2 separate regions of the Gadus morhua genome follow, and region 2 is linked to region 1. A link is a contact called in public Hi-C data. All regions are on one chromosome and are shown on one strand. Each heading gives the region's core, a stretch centred on a gene start, on an enhancer-like site or on the middle of the called end of the contact. The rest is flanking DNA. Distances are from core to core; before and after follow the strand shown.

What was found. A called contact is a pair of places that touch in the nucleus more often than the background predicts.
Region 2: a contact with region 1 is called in a Hi-C map of heart, with 2.3 times the contacts expected there. The contact joins the promoter of snx3 here to the promoter of tcp1 in region 1. A contact is called at or near these places in 2 of 6 Hi-C or Micro-C datasets (gill and heart).

The regions. Positions count from the first base shown.
Region 1 is chr21:19,278,755-19,281,454 of gadMor3.0, forward strand. It overlaps tcp1 (t-complex 1), which reads right to left and starts at 1,327. Exons shown (of 12, transcript XM_030344622.1): 1 at 1,175-1,327; 2 at 599-684; 3 at 18-146. The coding sequence starts at 1,247.
Region 2 is chr21:19,429,852-19,432,551 of gadMor3.0, forward strand. snx3 (sorting nexin 3) reads right to left here and starts at 1,448. Exons shown (of 4, transcript XM_030344542.1): 1 at 1,201-1,448. The coding sequence starts at 1,362. afg1lb (AFG1 like ATPase b) reads left to right here and starts at 321. Exons shown (of 13, transcript XM_030344536.1): 1 at 321-706; 2 at 2,288-2,601. The coding sequence starts at 2,572.

The DNA of each region.
Region 1 (2,700 bases), core at 77-2,576:
CTGATGTCATTACTCACCACAGAGGTGGTCCCATCCCCGACCTCCTTATCCTGCAGCTCAGCCAGCTCACACAGGACCTTGGCTGCCGGGTGCTCCACTTCCAGGAGCTTCAGGATTGTGGCCCCGTCGTTGGTGATGGTCACATCCTGTCATTACAACCATAATCAGAACTAGAAAATACATTTCCTGCAGAAAATGCGGTGAGTGCTGTAGTACAAAGTGAGGTTGAAAATATTTTTGCATAAAGCCACATAGATTAAGACATAAAGAAATGTTAATTGGCTTAAGTGAAGGGATTGGAACAAAAGTCTAAATGGAGTAAACAATGTAAACATGCACACCATTTAAGAAAAAGTAAATGTTTGGAAACAAATTAATATTTAAAAATTTGAATGGAGTCTCTAGGTGAAAAATTGAGGAAGGAGATAGGTCCCAAAGTTTGTAGAGAATAAAGAAAGAAAGAATAAAACGTATGAAGAACAATAGTTGAGCGTTGCATGCAGAACTCACCTAATTACACAAGAGTACAATTCTTCCACATGTTTTAGTTTTGTTTTGTTCAGAGATTAGCGATCAACATGAACAAAGTTAGACCTACCCCAATGTCGTCCACCAACATCTTGTCGAGCCCCACCGGTCCCAGGGAGCTCTTGACGATGTTGGCGATGGCGGATGCAGCCATGACTGGAAGGGCAATTGAATGGTTTAGCATTAACACCCTTTTCCATACCAAGAAGCTTTTTAAGTTAACACTAGTGAAATAATAAAAGTGGTGTTACTGCGCCACTAAATTTTAAACAGAATCCTATTCAAACGAGCCACACCTTCATAGCATGACAGTAAATTATATTGGCATAGCCGATTGGCAACAGTCGTCACAATGAATGAACGGAATTAAACCGGGACGGCAGTGTTTACAAACGAAACTAACGTGTATGAGAATTAAGGAAATGGAAAAGTACGGGTACATCGCAGATGTACGTGCTACGGAATATGTGCTGGCTCATCGCAGCAGGTCCGAGGGGGGAGCCGCCTAGCATTAGCTATCATAATCCAGGCTAGCATGATCCGCACATGCTGCACGGGACCCCCGTTCAGTTGGTGGCCTCGAGCCGCCCGTCGCCGCGAAACACGGAACCACCTTAAGCACGAAGTTAATACGAAGATATCTTACCATTTTGAGTGCGAACAGACTCGCCAGTCGTTCTCTGGCCGAGCACGTTTAACGGACCATCTAATAGCGACATTTTGACTAACACGCCGCTGAGAAGAAAGGAAGTGTGGTGTTGCACTGTGGGTAAACCCCGGATTGACGCAGTGGCTTTTGGGAAACGCGGCATTAACAAGAATGTTCCAGAAACAAACCAACGGTTTATTTAAACCGACGTGATCAATTTGATTTGAACCTGTCTAAAACACATAATGAGAATTATCAAAGATAATGTATCTTCTTATCACACGCGAATCAAACTCTTAACATGCACTGAAATAAAAACTCAATTTCCCAGCATGCCATAGGCCTTATTTGGGGGTCAAGCAGGGAAGACATCACTAATTTTCGTTTCCAGATTTATATTTTAAAAATGTCTATTTGAATAGCTTTTATGCATGATTACATGCAATTGACAGACATTGTTGATCTTGGCAGGTATCAGTTCATTATGTTATGTTATGTTTATGAATGGCTGTGGCATGGCCACCCTACTCACTGTACCTTGCACATGTTTAAAATAAAGACATGAATATATGAACCTGTGTATTATTTGAATATCTTGGTATTGAATGCAAAATAACAAGGTAAATTTATACATGGCACTATAGGACCATTTTAATATAAAACACAATTTTATAAATTATATAAGTAGGGGGTCACCGCTCCATCTCTCCATCAGTTTGGAGGTCCTTGGCCTGGAAAACGTTGAAGACCCCTGCTCTAGTTCATTCCACCAGCAGTCGTTATTACTAATTACTGAGACGGTCATCATGTAGCCACCTAGCCGATTGCGTCTGTCCAGCAAAATTAGTTTATGGAGTCCTATTCTGCTTGACCCCCACAATGCTGCTCGCAGCTATATTTTTGTATGGCTGTTGCTGTGATTTCTCATGAAAAAAATTAAATGACAGTTTAATCAAATTAGGTTTCTATGGATATGTGTGTTATTCATATATTTCTTGGGTTAATATTTAGTGTAGATCATATATGTACGTAACGTACGGATGTGCATAGAAGAAAAAAAAGAAATTAAAAAAAGAAATTGGGAAAAAAAAGAGAAACTTTTTATTGCAGCGAAGGAAAAAACGGCAGGGTTAAAAAATTCCCTGCAGGGGCATTTATATATATCCATTCACTTGCATGGGCCCTTCACAACTTCCAGCGGTGAACTATAGTTGATAAATTCACCATTGCTAAGTTTAAGTTGACCGCTGTCAAGGAATGTGGATTTTTTTGCCGTTTTTTGTATCACTCAGCACTATTCACTCAACACTATTTCTCTGCTGATCAACACGAACATTGGAAACAATTAAATTGTAAAATGACCCACTGTGTGAAGTTATTTTTTCGTTTTGGCCAGTAGCCGTGTAATAAGCGGGATAATGTATAGAACGTCACCGGTCATCATCAAAAATAAGCCCCTTCAGTCGGGGCTTATTTTCCCGATAATGACCGGCGTACTATACATTATCCCTTACCTTTCCCAA
Region 2 (2,700 bases), core at 198-2,697, 150 kb after region 1:
AAAAGACTAATGATTGAATGGGTGAAGGAATGAAGAAGGAATCACTTGGCCCTGAGTTGTTAAACTTCCAACAGACAGCGTTACACATCTGAAAAGATTTGAATTACCAAGAGATAAAGATGTTCAGTTACACAATTTGATAATGCGTTTGACTGCGTTCTATACATCAGTCAGGAGCAACTGGTTTTAAAGTGTTTCACTGGATCCTGTGCTAATGTGCCAAGGTTGCAGAAGGAGAGCCTGTATTTTAAGGAAGGGGTGGTACGACGGGGACCGGGAAGGAGGGAGGGAGGGGGGTCTGCATCCTGTCTACAGTTCCTGAGAAGTTGATGACTGTGGTTTGGTCCTCTTTTGCTGACTTCTGCCTTTTGAGAGTACTTTTTCATTTTTTTATTCCGTTGGATTTCTCAGTTCATATGGATAATCAAGTCTGGAATATGACATTTAAACAAGGCTCAACAAACAAATCAAACAAAAAACTGGCTATCATTAGGTCGACAGTATTCACACCATTGTCAAGTTAAAAAAGGCTGAGGAGGTTAACAAACAAGGTTCGTCACCTGGGTGTGGCAAGTACTTATCGCTCTTAAGAGCGAAAGAAGAGATTGACTTCTTGAAGTCATTATTGTTATTATTATTTGGCCAACAACAACAGTATCTAGTGGATCATTTGAAGAAGTCCAAACTGAACACCGAGGGGTTTAAGGTGACATTAATTTTGTTTTTTTAGGTCTAAGATTTCAAGAAAAAACAGCTCTACTCTTAGTGTAAACAACCTGCCCCAGCAGAGGTGCATGCTGCTTGGCGGTTGACAGAAGTCTCTACTACCGTAGTCTCAGACAGCATGTTCTAAAGTGGTGATTTCCTAATGACAAAGAGCTAATGAGACTCTGAGAGATGTAGATACCACATTCATCGCCAACGTAATGACAGCTAAACAAGGTTAATGTTAGTGATGTCTGTGGCTACGTAGCCAATAGATTAGCATTAGCTCCATAACATCCTGCATGGTACGTTCCTGTATGTTTATATGGTCGGTATTATTATAAACAGCTGATCGCGACACATATTACAACAGCGATGTTGTGGATATCGCTTTGACGAGACTGTCAGTATTTTTTAAGCCATTTCTGTCACCTTAAAATAAACAATCGGAGGAAAAACGTTAGCATGCTAAAATGTAGCTGTCAAGTTGCTCACCTTCAGCCTGATCTCATAGGTGGTGAACCTGCCCCTGCCCACCCCCATCGTCTCAGGGTTGCTCACGTCAATCTCTAGAAAGTTACTCGGAGGTCCATACGCGTCGTTGAGGTTCTGAGGCTTGGTGAATAGCCTTCGTGTGTCAGCTATGGTGTCAGCCATTTCTCCCCCTCAGCGTTCAGCAGGACGGCCACTGACACTCCAGCGCGCGGCGGCAGCACTTCCGGTCAGCTGACACTCCGCTGACGCCGCGTGACTCCTCAATGGTTGATTTCACCGCTTTTCGTTATGTTCGCTCGAGCCTCGTTTCTGCCAGATACAGCCTCAGAGTCAGCAGGGCGTTCATGCCGAATACTAAATACCGTTAAATGCTCCCATGTCCAAACGATGTGGCATGTCATTATTTGTATTTTACAATTCATAGTAGTCTTTAAAGATAATACCTATTGCTGTTAAATATTATAATATACTATATTTAACTTGATACAGCCTTGGCATGGCGTCCATGGCAAATACTAAGACCGCATTTTACAATTAATAAATAGCCTATCTTTAAAGATAATACACGTTGCTGTGTTGCGTTTACGGTGCCTATATTGCATATTTTTGCTAAGCGGACTAAAACTGGCAAATTACACTTTGTATGTCGCATGGGCATCATAGACTATATTAGTTTTGATTGTGTTACAATTAAAGCGCATCTAAAACTTTTAATGAATACATTAAGAGTGTAACAACGTTTCTGTATATAATCAATATATTGATAAAGTTGGAACAGCTTGAATCAAGATGGCGCACTACAGTTCTCTTTTAGCGTGTTCGTATAGAACTACTATAAATGTACTCAGACACTCGGTTTTTGATCGAATTATTAACTATCATTGCATTAAGACTATTCAAGGTCATTATTCTTTTAATTCATTTGACATAATTCACGAGGCATTGTATGCTTGTTGTGTTTCATGTGTCCTTGATAATAATCTTCATACGCCTTTTTCGGACGTAACGTTATCAATGTCAGATATTGTATGGATTCATATGGCAGTTGATCCTTAATTAATAAGTATACCGTTATATTATGTTTTAGGTTGCATCCTTGATACCGGAGGCACTTCATTACAATCATCCTACTCCACCAGATCTACAACTCCGGATATACATGGCTTAAGTAAAACTGTTGCACAATATGACGACCTGACTCAACGTGGTACCCTGAGGGAGGATGGTCATCAAAGAGATGTTCTCCAACATCTGGCTCAACTGCAAGAAACCATCAAGAGCTACAGCAATGAAATATACTTGGATGTACCAACACCAAATGAAAACAATTCCACTCAATGTGAAGAAAAAGATCATGCCACCCCTGGAAAAATGAATGAAGATCCTATTTCCCTCAAAACGGTAAATGTATTGAATTTGAGAATACACTCGATTTAATAAACTTTTTAGCTCGGGCATGATCCATATTTATTTGAGATTTACATTTTTAAAACTTTTAAA